Regions from separate parts of the Mus musculus genome. Here regions 1 and 2 are each linked to region 3. The links are chromatin contacts, called in public Hi-C and promoter capture Hi-C maps. All regions are on one chromosome and are shown on one strand. Each heading gives the region's core, a stretch centred on a gene start, on an enhancer-like site or on the middle of the called end of the contact. The rest is flanking DNA. Distances are from core to core; before and after follow the strand shown. Region 1 has its middle 17 kb from the start of Man1c1. Region 2 holds the start of Man1c1 (mannosidase, alpha, class 1C, member 1). Region 3 holds the start of Aunip (aurora kinase A and ninein interacting protein).

The links. Hi-C and Micro-C count contacts between places; a contact is called where the count stands out from the background. Capture Hi-C pulls out chosen DNA fragments and counts their contacts.
Region 1: a Hi-C map of bone marrow-derived macrophages shows a contact between it and region 3, with 34 read pairs. The contact joins the enhancer-like site here to the promoter of Aunip in region 3. A contact is called at or near these places in 2 of 39 promoter capture datasets (cranial neural crest and neural stem cells), 2 of 484 Hi-C or Micro-C datasets (bone marrow-derived macrophages and uterus), 16 of 115 datasets of contacts at active chromatin or transcription factors (bone marrow-derived macrophages, effector CD8 T cells, embryonic forebrain and 9 more) and 5 of 9 other capture datasets (adipose tissue, bone marrow-derived macrophages, embryonic stem cells and 2 more).
Region 2: a promoter capture Hi-C map of liver shows a contact between it and region 3. The contact joins the promoter of Man1c1 here to the promoter of Aunip in region 3. A contact is called at or near these places in 1 of 39 promoter capture datasets (neural stem cells), 5 of 484 Hi-C or Micro-C datasets (B cells, bone marrow-derived macrophages, embryonic stem cells and 2 more), 24 of 115 datasets of contacts at active chromatin or transcription factors (a beta-TC-6 cell line, bone marrow-derived macrophages, craniofacial prominence and 15 more) and 5 of 9 other capture datasets (adipose tissue, bone marrow-derived macrophages, liver and 2 more).

The regions. Positions count from the first base shown.
Region 1 is chr4:134,719,080-134,723,158 of GRCm38.p6, forward strand. No RefSeq gene overlaps it. Among named protein-coding and RNA genes, the nearest start is that of Man1c1, 17 kb to the left of the region's middle. Within about 2 kb of position 2,117, at least 22 of the 459 cell types and tissues checked have an H3K27ac peak or open chromatin away from gene starts, as enhancers often do. A contact at or near this core is called in bone marrow-derived macrophages, where this site is marked.
Region 2 is chr4:134,702,304-134,705,987 of GRCm38.p6, forward strand. Man1c1 (mannosidase, alpha, class 1C, member 1) reads right to left here and starts at 1,987. Exons shown (of 12, transcript NM_207237.3): 1 at 642-1,987. The coding sequence starts at 1,166.
Region 3 is chr4:134,509,204-134,513,090 of GRCm38.p6, forward strand. Aunip (aurora kinase A and ninein interacting protein) reads left to right here and starts at 1,796. Exons shown (of 3, transcript NM_001081099.1): 1 at 1,796-1,966. The coding sequence starts at 1,889. It overlaps Paqr7 (progestin and adipoQ receptor family member VII), which reads left to right. Exons shown (of 2, transcript NM_027995.3): 2 at 1-1,034.

The DNA.
Region 1 (4,079 bases), core at 867-3,366, 210 kb after region 3:
TTTTTTTTTTTTTTAAAGATTTATTTATTTATTATATGTAAGTACACTGTAGCTGTCTTCAGACACTCCAGAAGAGGGCGTCAGAAGAGGGAGTCAGATCTTGTTACAGATGGTTGTGAGCCACCATGTGGTTGCTGGGATTTGAACTCCGGACCTTCGGAAGAGCAGTCGGGTGTTCTTACCTGCTGAGCCATCTCACCAGCCCTCCCAGCACCTTTCACACAGCTGTTGTCCTTGAGAGGGAGCAGTTCCAGCTCTTTGCCTTCCTTGGGTTTGTTTCCTGAGACAGGCTGGCTTTGAACTTGCGACATAGCCCAGGTTGCCCTCAATATCCACAGCCTCCTGATACGGAATTACAAGTACTCACCACCACACCTGGGGACTTAATGCAGTTTTTAATTACACTATTTGCTCTCTTGCTGGGGAGGTGTGATCCTTACATATTGTGTATACAAAGCCCCTTCTCTGTGTAGCCCTGACTGTCCTGAAACTCATTTTCTGGGCAAAGCTGGCCACGAACTCACAAACCCACCAAACAGAGCAGAGGATCCAAAACACCTCTGCTTCCCAGGACTGGACTTATCAGCGTGTGTCAGCACCGTCTGGGCGGTGGCTGTCTCTTCACTCTGCTGATTGTTCTCTCGGCTGCACAGAGCAGTCCAGGAACCTATCTCTCTCCCGTCCCTGGGTGTTTTGGATCATACCTCCCCAAATATCGCCCTCGCAAATGTCCTGGGGCTGTCTGTTCTTTGCTAACCCTGTCTGGTTTTGGTTTTTTGTTTTTTGGGTTTTTTTTTCCCCCATCTAGTACTTTCTTAGCTACAGGCCTTATGCTGGCATCTTTCATCCATTTTGAGCCCATTTTGGTGTGAGACAGGAGTCGGATTTGATGGCCCTGCCTGGGGCTATCCACTTTTCCCATTTGTTGAAGAGACTATGTTCTCTCCCCGCAGTGTGTTCTTGGCCTTGGGACTGGTGTGAAGATTAAATTAGGCTGAACGTGGGTTCTGGTAAACTAAGATAGATTGGACGTGTATATATCTGCTCCATCCTGACACTCCATTCTCACCGAGACAAGGGGCTATTTTTAGGAACATAAAACCATAAGAATAATTAGCACAGTGGAGATAACATTAATGAAATTTGGAAAGGAAGGAAGCAGACCCAGGAGAATCGGTGGAAGCTCCAAAGGTCCGGAACCGCTAACGAGGAGAGCTGGAAATAACCGAATTGTGTTGCCGCTCCAGCAAAGGCCCAGTGACGACCGCGAGACCTCAGTGAGCAGCAGAACTGGGGTGGGTGTTCTCCCCCACCCCTTTGCCTGGCTTTGCAGCTCTGGATGGATACTGTAGGTTGTCGGGGTCTGAGGGACAGGTGTGAGAGTGGCCAGCCCTCAGTAGGCATGCATAATCCACTCTGTACCCAGTGTTGTGACCAGTCCCATGGGCAGGGTGGAGTGGACACAGGAGCATTGCCAAAGGGGTGCCCACAGGAGGTGACTTCTGCAGGCCCTGGAAGAAAGCCTGATATGGCAAGATGGGACTGAGAGGGGAGATGCATGCAGGCCAGGTGCTGGAGGTCTGGGACAACCCATAAGCACGTGGGCCTTGGCTGCAGCCACTTAACCCTGTCCTGCCTCTTCCCCGGCCCTTCTCTGCCACCCTTTGTCTGTGCAGGCAGATGAGCTCTGCCCCATACCCTTCCCTCCAGTCCTTCCTGGCTTGGAGAAGCTCAGGGAGAGCTTTGGCCAGCCCAGGATCGCCACACCCTCCTACATCAGACCACCTTCCATCGCTGGCAGTCAACTGAGCATGCCCAAGGAAGTGATGAGCATATTCCTAGGACCCCCAGCTCCTATATAGAAACAGATGTTTAGGCTCCCATCATTCTGTTTACAACCCAAGACACATCTGCTTCCCCAAACACCTGAAGACACTAGCTTGAAAAGACGAAGGGTCTGACCTATAACCTGAGTCCCCAAGCCTTGGGAGGGCGGTCAGTGGAGACGGAGGCCACTCCCATCTCATCCCAGATGGCCACCTCCACCAAAGGCCCTGGCCACCATGCCAGAGAACAAAACCCAGAGAGATGACCATACTTGCTTTCCAACTAAAGTGAAATAGCTCCAAGAGAGGTGACTCAGGGACGAGTCAGCTGCTGCTGTCAGACTTAACCAGTAAAAAGCACTGCAGCGTCTGGTTAAGTTTTAGTTTCAAATAAGCAACAGATCATTTTAACTATAACTACACCCACTGTGTAACTATAACTACACCCACTGTGTAACTGTAACTACACCCACGGCACTGTGAGGGCTGTACACAAATCACTCGGAATGGACCTGAAATTCCTACAAAACAGGACTTCTATTTTAATTTGTTCTATTGGTTACAAGCGTGTAAGGTCTGGTAAGGGCACACTTACCATCGGTATGGAGGTCACAGGACAATTTTCAGGCATCTTTTTCTCCTTCCCCAGAGGGCTCTAGGGATCAAACTCAGGTCATGAGACTTGTCTAGCAAATACATTTAACAGCGGAGCCATCTTCCTGTTTCCATTTTTTCCTTCCTTTCTCCCTCCCTCCCTTCCGTCCTTCCTTTTTTTCTTCTTACAGTTTCTTTTTTAATTAAAAGAACATTACTGGGATAACTCAGTGGTTAAGAGCACTGGCTTGCTCTTCCAGAGGTCCTGTGTTCAATTCCCAGCAACAACATGGTGCCTCAGAACCATCTGTAATGGAATATGACGTCCTCTTCTGATGTGCATGAAGACAGTGTACTTGTATACATAAAATAAATAACTAAGTCAAAAAAAAAAAGCACATGTTACTGCCTCAGAGGACAGGAATTCCATTCCCAGCATCCTTGTAGTATCTGTAACCAGTTCTAGGGGATCCAACACTTTCTTCTGGCCTCTGAGGGCATCAGGCACCCATGCGGTGCCCAGGCATACATTCAACCCAAACACCCATGCACATTTTAAAAACATATTATGCCAGGCGTGGTGGCGCACACCTTTAATCCCAGCACTCGGGAGGCAGAGGCAGGCGGATTTCTGAGTTCGAGGCCAGCCTGGTCTACAAGTGAGTTCCAGGACAGCCAGGGCTACACAGAGAAACCCTGTCTCAAAAAAAAAAAAAAAAGTATTACTCACGGGGCGGGGGTGGGGGAAACATGCCACAGCACACATAGAGGTCAGAGGTCAAAGGTCAGAGGACAACTTGTGAAATTAGTTCTCTCTTTCCACCATGTGGGGTCCCAGGGATTGAACTATGGTTGTCAGGCTCTGCCAGCACCATTACCACTGAGCCAGCTCACCAGCGCTTTTCTCCTCCTCCTCCTCCTCTTTCTCCTCCTCTTCCTGCTCCTCTTCTGATTTATTTTGTTTTTAAATTATGTGTTTCCATATTGTCTGTAAGGAGGTATGTGCGTATGTGTGTGCAGGTGCCCCTAGGGCCCAGGAGAGGTCCTCGGATCCCCGGGAGCTGGGGTTATGGGATATTGTAGACTGCCTGGCATGGGTGCTAGTAGCTAAACTTAGCCCTGAGAGAGCACTGTGCTCTCTCAGTAGGCACCTCCTCCCAACGGTGCTACCCCGAGGGCCAGCCCTTCCATACATGGACCTTTGGAAGACAGTCAATATTGTAGCAGAGCCTAAACCAAGTCTGTCCCCTCAGGTCAGAGCCACCTCACTTTTAGTCCCTCTGGTGGGAAGGCAAATGGGGGGATGCTGAGCAGCTGAGCTCCAAGGCACCACAATCCTGGGATGCCTTTCTGACCCCAACTCTGCTTCTTGCTGCTGCAGGGCCTTTGCACATACTGCTCCCTCTGCCTATAGTTCTCTTCCCTCTTTCCTTCTCTCTTTCTTCATATCCCAGCCCAAGTGTCTTCTCTGACCTTCCAATTATTTTACATACCTATTCTATGATAGTTAAGGAAACTGGAGGATCCAGAGAGAGTAAGCAGTTTGTCCAAGAGCATACAGCCAGTATTCAGAGCTTCTAGAATTTGTTAATTGAGGCAGGAAGATCTGCCCACTGTTGGCGGCATCATTCCCTGGGCTCAGATCCTGGACTGTCCAAA
Region 2 (3,684 bases), core at 737-3,236, 190 kb after region 3:
CCACTCCTTACGGGGAACCAGTCCAAGACCCGCCTCATTAAGCCAATAACCTCGGAGCTTCTGTAACATTCCCACTGCTTTATTGATCACTCCTTCGTCTTTCACATGCAATTATGTACAATTGTGGCAACGCTCGATAGAAGCAGTTAGCAGGAATGCTCGAGATCTCTGGTCTGCAAGAGGCCGAGAGATTACAAAACAGGACCCCAAATACCTCACATGTCTTGGGTTTTCCAGAGCCTGCTGGAGCTTAGGAGAAGTCAAGACTTAAAAGGCACACAGGGAGGGAGAGGGTTTCTAGTGGCTCCCTCCTGTACAAACGAAAACTAAGGACCTAAAATCCACTCCTACTAGCAACCCATCAGGGAAAGCCTGGAGCCCACCAGGGCTAGGAACTTAAAGGGGACGGGGGTGGTGGGGGGGGGGGGAATCCACCTGGAGGTTGGTAGGAGCCATGAACTAACCTAGTTATCCTAAAGTAGGCACCAAGCAAAGAGAGTAACTTCGGATTGAGGGGCGGTGCTGCGGCCTGCCTGAAGGGTCTTGGGCAGACCAGGAGCCAGGAGAGGCCAAGAAGGTGGGGAATCGCTTGCAGCTAGAAGTCTTGGCGGGAGGTGTGTGTTGGGGGGGGGGGTGCTTACCTCTTTGATTTTCTCTCGCTGAGCTCGCACCAGACTCTGGGACTCCTTACTCTCATCAGTCCTTGTCCCCAAGACCGGGTGTCGAAGGCGGCTGCGGAAACCATTGTAGTCGAAAGTGAACCGGACGCTCTCTTCCTGCGGCCTGAGGGCTGCAACCCTGTTGCCTTCCTCCCGGGGCCCGGTGGGGCGGGTTCGCCGCAGCCACCCTTTCCTACGGAGAACACCGACCAGGCGGCTGGGATCGTCCTCACCCGGGGCCGGAGCCGCAGGGGCAGGGTTGGGAGGCGGCTCCTGCTCTGACACCGAGTGGTGACCGGCGATTTCGGCCATCACCTCCAGGCCGGGCTGTTGGGTCCGCGAGGCCGAGAAGAGGCGCTTGAGGCGAGAGGAATGGGGCAGAAGGAACAGGGCGCCAAAGCACAGGGTGACGAGGCCCGAGAGGAAGAGCAGGAAAAGGAACTTCTGCGGCAGCCGCAGCCCCCACGGCGAGGCCGGGACGAAACCCGGCACTTTCCTCACCAGCATCGCGGCGCGGCCAGCAGGAGGGGGCTGTCAGCTCCGCCCGGGGCCCCGGGAGTCCTCAGAGTCCTCAAGGGTGGGGAGCAAGAGTGAAGTGGCTGGGGTCCCCGAGCAAGGCTGCGCACCTCGAGGCCGCCGCTTCGGGACCCGCCCGAAGTTCAGGGAGTTTGGAGCGAGTCCTCCCGCGCGGGGGCGGGGGCGCGGCGGCCTCGGCGGGGCCCGGGCGAGGGGGGCTGCTCGGCTGGAGCCCGGGCCCGCCGTGCGCCGCAGCCTGCCCTCCGCCTGATCCACGGAGCCCGCGCCCTCCCGCGCCTTCCCGCGCCGGAGTGGTCACATGCCGTCCGCGACGCCCTCGCGGAGGGTGCGCAGGACGCAGGCCCCGACCCGCCGGCACCCGAAGTTTCAGCCTCTGGAGCAGTTTGCAAAGGGAACCCCCGGGGCTTGCAGGGCGAGCGCAGCTCCTAGAGCGCGAGCCCAGCCGGTGGTGACGGCGCAGGGCCCGGCGGTCGGGACACGTCCACAACTTTGCTCCGCCGCGCGCGGTTGCCGCTCCCGAGGCTGCGCGGGACCCAGGGGCTTCAGATGCTCGCGCGGGGAGAGGGATACCCGGGAAGCGCGTGCGAAGCCTGCAGCTGGCCTCTGTCAGCCCTGGGCCTGCCGCTGAGCCAGGAAGCCTTGGCTCCGGCGCCGCAACTCGGGAGGGCGCGGGTCTCCTGCTGCGATCACCTGTTCCCGGCCCCGCGGCTCCGCTAGCCGCGCAGGCTCACCCGCCGCAGCTCCAGACGGGCCGCCGCTGCTCCGGCTCTCACTGCGACAGCGCCGCTGCCCCGCCCCCCGCCAGCCACGCCCTCAGGCCACGCCTACAGCGCGCCTCGCGCCCCTCCTCTCCGCCCGCCGCGGCACCGCAGTTCGGCCAATGGGGAACCTAGCCGGGAAAGATGGGCGGGTCACAGTCTGGGCCACGCCCCCCGCTCCAAATGCTGGCGCTGCGCTCCCCCATCCTGCTAGCTCCAATGGTCCAGCTGCGCGCTGTGGAGAGGGCGGGGTGCAGAGCGGAGAGAGGTCATTGGCTGCTTCCGAGGGATCCCCGATGGGCCACAATCACCCATTGGTTTCTGCCCAGCGTTCGCTGGACTCCGAAAGACCGAGACGCCCCCTCCACCGCCCACCTCCGCCTAGCGCCGCTCTGTGTTTCGGTCTCCCCCCGGAAGGGCCAGGAGACCAGGTTGTTCTGTAAGGCGCTGCCCATCGTTGGGCGACCCTGTCACTTCTCAGCACCAGCCGGGGATTGCCAGGTTGCTGGTAGCCAGGGATGCCCAGAGCTCAGACCAGCCGCGGTAGTACAGCTGCTTCGCTCTGGGGGGGATGGGGATGGCTGGACCAAACCCGAGAGCTGTGGCTGTGGTTATGTCTGGCTGAATCAGTATTTCCAGGGTTCCTCGCAAACCGCCACCAAAAATGTGGCCAAGGCCCTTGGGTGGGGTTGGCGAGGGATGCTAACATGAGAAGCAAGAAGAGAGAGGGACAGACAGAGAGAGAGGCGGGGACCTGGACATATGCACGGGTCATACATAGGATATGCATGTATGTGAACATTTGCATTTTTATGCATACAGAGGCTACCTTGTGGGTGTGTGCTTACATGCAAATATACACTTAATTTCAGCACGGACACCCTAGCAATTATGCCAAAGTGTATCTAGACAGGTCTATATAAGCAAAACATTGACGTGCACAGGCATACCCAAGCCACCTCCACAAGCCCACACATACACCGGCATGTGTTATCAGACACCGTGTGCCCCTGCCCCAAGACACATGCATCCGTGGACTTTAGTCCTTCCCTTGCTGTTAAACCTCACACCGGGGGCCAAAATAACACTGCTGTGTGGGTCTCTCATGCAAAACTCTTTATAGAGACAACAGCATAGGGAGAGACAAATTAAGAGGTATAATAGGCAAGGGGGAAAATATCTGCTTTCAGCTGCAATTTGAAAGACAGAAAATACTGCAGGGACGCCTTTCCCGGAGAGGAGGCAGCCCAGGCAGGCTCTCACCTCATAAATCTTTCTTCTTCCCTGAGGCTTTCTGCAAATGGGCTACTGAGGCTTGCTTCTAACCCTGGCCAAACCATTGCCAGCACGCCCACTCCTGACATTTAAATACCCCTGGCATATAAATTTCTCTCTGCTGAAAATAAAAGATAAAAGACTACTGTCGCTAACAGGTGCAAATATTTTGGTCACCGGAGATGAATAATTTCTCCCAATACACCTAGCTTATATGTAAATTTCTACTTCAAATGTTTCAGTCTCTTATGAGTTTGGCTGGCAGGAGTCAGTTCCCTGGAGTTAGCTCGTGCATGAGATAAGCATGTGTGTGCTCCTTAATGCAGTAGCCCAGAGGCCTAGCCTGGTCTCCTGCACGTCTCCCTTGTCCAAGCTTCTCAGTGGATCCTACAGGAGAGTCCTGGCATATACTTGGGGAAGGAGGTAGGGACCTAGCCTTTAATGTCAGCTTGTCT
Region 3 (3,887 bases), core at 546-3,045:
GAGTTGGGAGGAGTTGGGAAGAGAGTTCTCTTCCAGGTGTCCTTGGTGAAATTTACAAGGCAGGAGTGGGGAGTGAGTTCTTTCTGAATTTTTATCTCCCGAGTCCTCCGCACAGGAAGGCAGGCATCTCTGGTTGTAAAGTATAGAAACAAAAAGGCTTTTTGCTGGCTATAGAGAACAAAGAGCTTCTTTCTGGCTGTGTTTTTAGAGATCAGGGAAAACAAGCTTGGGGAACATTTAGGGGCTTTACCTTCCAGGGAGAAACACTTTAAGTTGGGGTCTCACAGAACTGTTGTTGGGAATGCAGTGTGTGTGTGTGTGTGTGTGTGTGTGTGTGTGCGCATGTGTGTAATTATATTCCTATCTGGCATTTTGAGGGATTAAAGATCGGCCAGATTGCCAGCCTGGGAAACAGAGAGATTCTGTCTGGAAGTAAAGAAAGGACTGGGAACTGCTCATGAAGAGCCTTGCATGAGACACTTCATTCAGTCCCCAGAACTGCAGATGAATAAGGAAACAGATAGGACATGTCCCGCCACTTATAATATATTCTAAGGGTTTTCGTGTAATACATATGAAATTCATATATAAAATTTATATAAAACCAGACATACGAAAAGTTACAAGAAATATTCACCCAGGGCTGGAGAGAGGGCTCACTGGTTAAGAGTGTGTCCTGCCCTTCCAGGAGATCTGAGTTTGATTTCCAGCACACATATTGGGTGGCTCACAATCTCCTGTAACTCTAAATAATAATTACAAACTTTCTTTTAGTTCTGCTTTGAACTGACAGAGATCTGCCTGCCTCTGTCTCTCAAGTGTTTGCATTTAAGCCTCCCATGCCTGCTAGACAAGCACTCTAACAAATGAAGTTACAGCCTCATCCCTGGATTCCAATTTTGTTTCTTTTGTTTTTTTTTTTGAAACAGTGTTTCTCTGTCCTGGAACTTGCTCTGTACACCAGGTTTGTTTTGTAACTCACAGAAATCCACCTGCCTCTGCTGGGATTAAAGGCCTGTGGTTCCACCACCCAATTCCTTGATTCGATTTTTTATTTCATGTTTTCAAAGATCTTCCATGTATTGGCTCAGTTACTCTTACATGCCAATTAGTGGCAACCCCTAGTGTCGGGTAACCAACCACTGGGTCAGCCAGGGACAAAAGGGTTTAGAGTGGGGTCTAGAACCTGGCTCCACTGCTCCAGGAGGGGAGGCTCTGGAGTAAAACTGTGCAGTCTGAGACTGGAGAGATGGCTCAGCGGTTAAGAGCACTGGTTGCTCTTGCAGAGGACCCTGATTTGATTCCTAGCTCCTATATGGTGACTCAGAAGAGCCTATACTCTAGCTCCATCCTCGGAATCCTACTCTTCTGTCCTCCATTTACACCTATGCTCATGCGCGCATGCCTACAGACACCCCCCAACATAATTCTTAAAAATTATGCATAAATATATTTACATAAATATATCAACACAATATATTAATATACACTCACTTATAGAGTATATGCATGTATTTTATTTTATCATGTATTCTATAATACTTATATAGTATAGTCACAAATTATATGAGTACATATTATATATGTGGATACATATTACATATTATAATATGTATTCATATATATATTTCTGAAAAAAAGTGCAGTCCTGCCAAACCAAACTTGGTAGTGACCTACACATGCAGAGGGTGCAGAGTCCACACAGGAATGAAGAGCAAAGCAGGAAGAGCTCCCGGGAACCGCCCGGCTTCCTTAGCGCACTGGGCGTGGTTAGGGGCGGGGCTTACGTCATTACGGCCGGGCAGAGCCCTGCCTCCTGCAGTGGCGGGAGATCTGAACGCGGGTTGGCGCTAACGCCGGCTGCAGTGGTGCGCGGTGCGCGGCCGCCATGAGGCATAGAGGGCCCGAGGAGGAGGCGTGTGGTGTGTGGTTGGACGCGGCGGCGCTGAAGAGGCGGAAGATGCAGGTGGGACGCCAATATTGAGGCGATACGCGGGCTTTGGGGGACGCCTGAAGGGAGGGGGTCGGCATAAAGGGAGGACGGGATTCGGGGCGACTGGCAGCGTGAGGCCTTTGAACTGGCGCCTCAGGCGTCCTGTGGCATGCTGGGAAGGGCTCCACGACTGGTCACCTACAGGGTGCGGTCTACCCAGTTTGCCAGAACCAGCAACATGGAAAATGCAGATCAGATCGGGGATCTGGCCCAACATTAAATGAGCATCCCTGGGGTGCTGGAGACTAATTGGGCGTTTAATATGCGTTGGCTGTGTCATTAATCTTTTTTTTTTTCACTAGTGAAAGAGGGTTGAGTAATCCAGGTTCCCCCAGTTCGCTTATTACCAACAAGTGTTAGACAATTGCTTGTTTAGCATCTTATGCTGGCCGTTGTGTTTAGGGTTTTAAGTAATATTACCTTGTTTGGTCCAGCTATATGCTAGTATCAGTCCAATTACCTAGGCAGAACATGATATGTCCCCATAAGTAGTTTCAAGAGAAATGTGACTTTTGGAGTTTAGAAAGATTGCTGTTGATTTGAGACTATTAAAGCAGATTGAATGGAACAGGTGGAGATCTGAGATTTAAATAGTATGATTAGCAGTCTAAAGAGCAGCTGTTAACCATTTTTTGCTGATGAAAAATTGGAGATTCTTGGTTTTTGTTTTGTTTTGAGCCAGGGTTTTTTTTCTGTTATGTAACTGGCTATTCTGGAACTCACTGTGTAGAGCTGGCTGGCCTTGAGCTCAGAGATCCACCTCTTTGCTTCCCTAGTGCTACGATCAGCGTGTGCAACCACACCCGACTGAAAAATTGAGGATTCTTAAAGTCATCTTACAACCGAAGTCATTTTCTTCCCCGGGGACAGCGTTTCTCTGTGTAGTCCTGGCTGTCCCTGAGCTCAGAGAGCCACCTGCTTCTGCTTCCCAAGTGCTGAGATTAAAGGCCACCATTGCCTGGCTGAAGTAATTTTTTGAGGGTAACAAACTTTCACATTTTTTTCCTCTTAACATTTTTGGAGCCGGGCGTGGTGTCGCACGCCTTTAATCCCAGCACTCGGGAGGCAGAGGCAGGCAGATTTCTGAGTTTGAGGTCAGCCTGGTCTACAAAGTGAGTTCCAGGACAGCCAGAGCTATACAGAGAAACCCTGTCTCGAGAACAACAAAAACAAACAAACAAACAAACAAACAAACAAAAAAACCAAACCAAAAAAAAGAACATTTTCGGAATAGGTAATAAATCGATGTGTTCTGAAATGTAAACATATAGTCTGTGAGATATACTCCTGGCTTTGCCTGTAATTAACACACACACACACACACACACACAAATGCATCTTTTTCCTATTTACAAATAGTTGCATGCTATACACTGGCAATTTGTGTATATTTAGGTTTTTTAAATTATTTTAATGATATCATTGTGTGTGTGTGATATGTACAGGAGTACAGGTGCCCACGGAGGTCAGAGGTGTGAGAGACCCTCCCTGAAGCTGGGGTTACAGGTAGTGGTAAGCCACCTGATATGGTGCTGGGAATCGAACTCGGGTCCTCAGGAAGAGTCCTGTGCGCTCTTAACCACTAAGCTGTCTCTCCAGGCTGTCCCCACCTACCCTGTCCCCACGGATGTCTGTGTCGGTGACTTTGGAGGGGGCAGTAGTTGCACGCACTTGTGAGCTGTGTGATACGAGCACTGGTGTAAGACCCCCATGCTGGACCTCCGCTCAAGTCCCGGGATGAGCTGGCCAGCACCCCAGTGACCGAGAGAAAACCACACCCGAGGCAAACCGCAAGAGGTTTTATCATCAGCTAGCTGAGGACGAAGTCCCAACGCTGTGCAGGGCACCGGAGCGGACAGCAGGGGGCTTTTAACAACTAGCTGAGGAGTTGGGA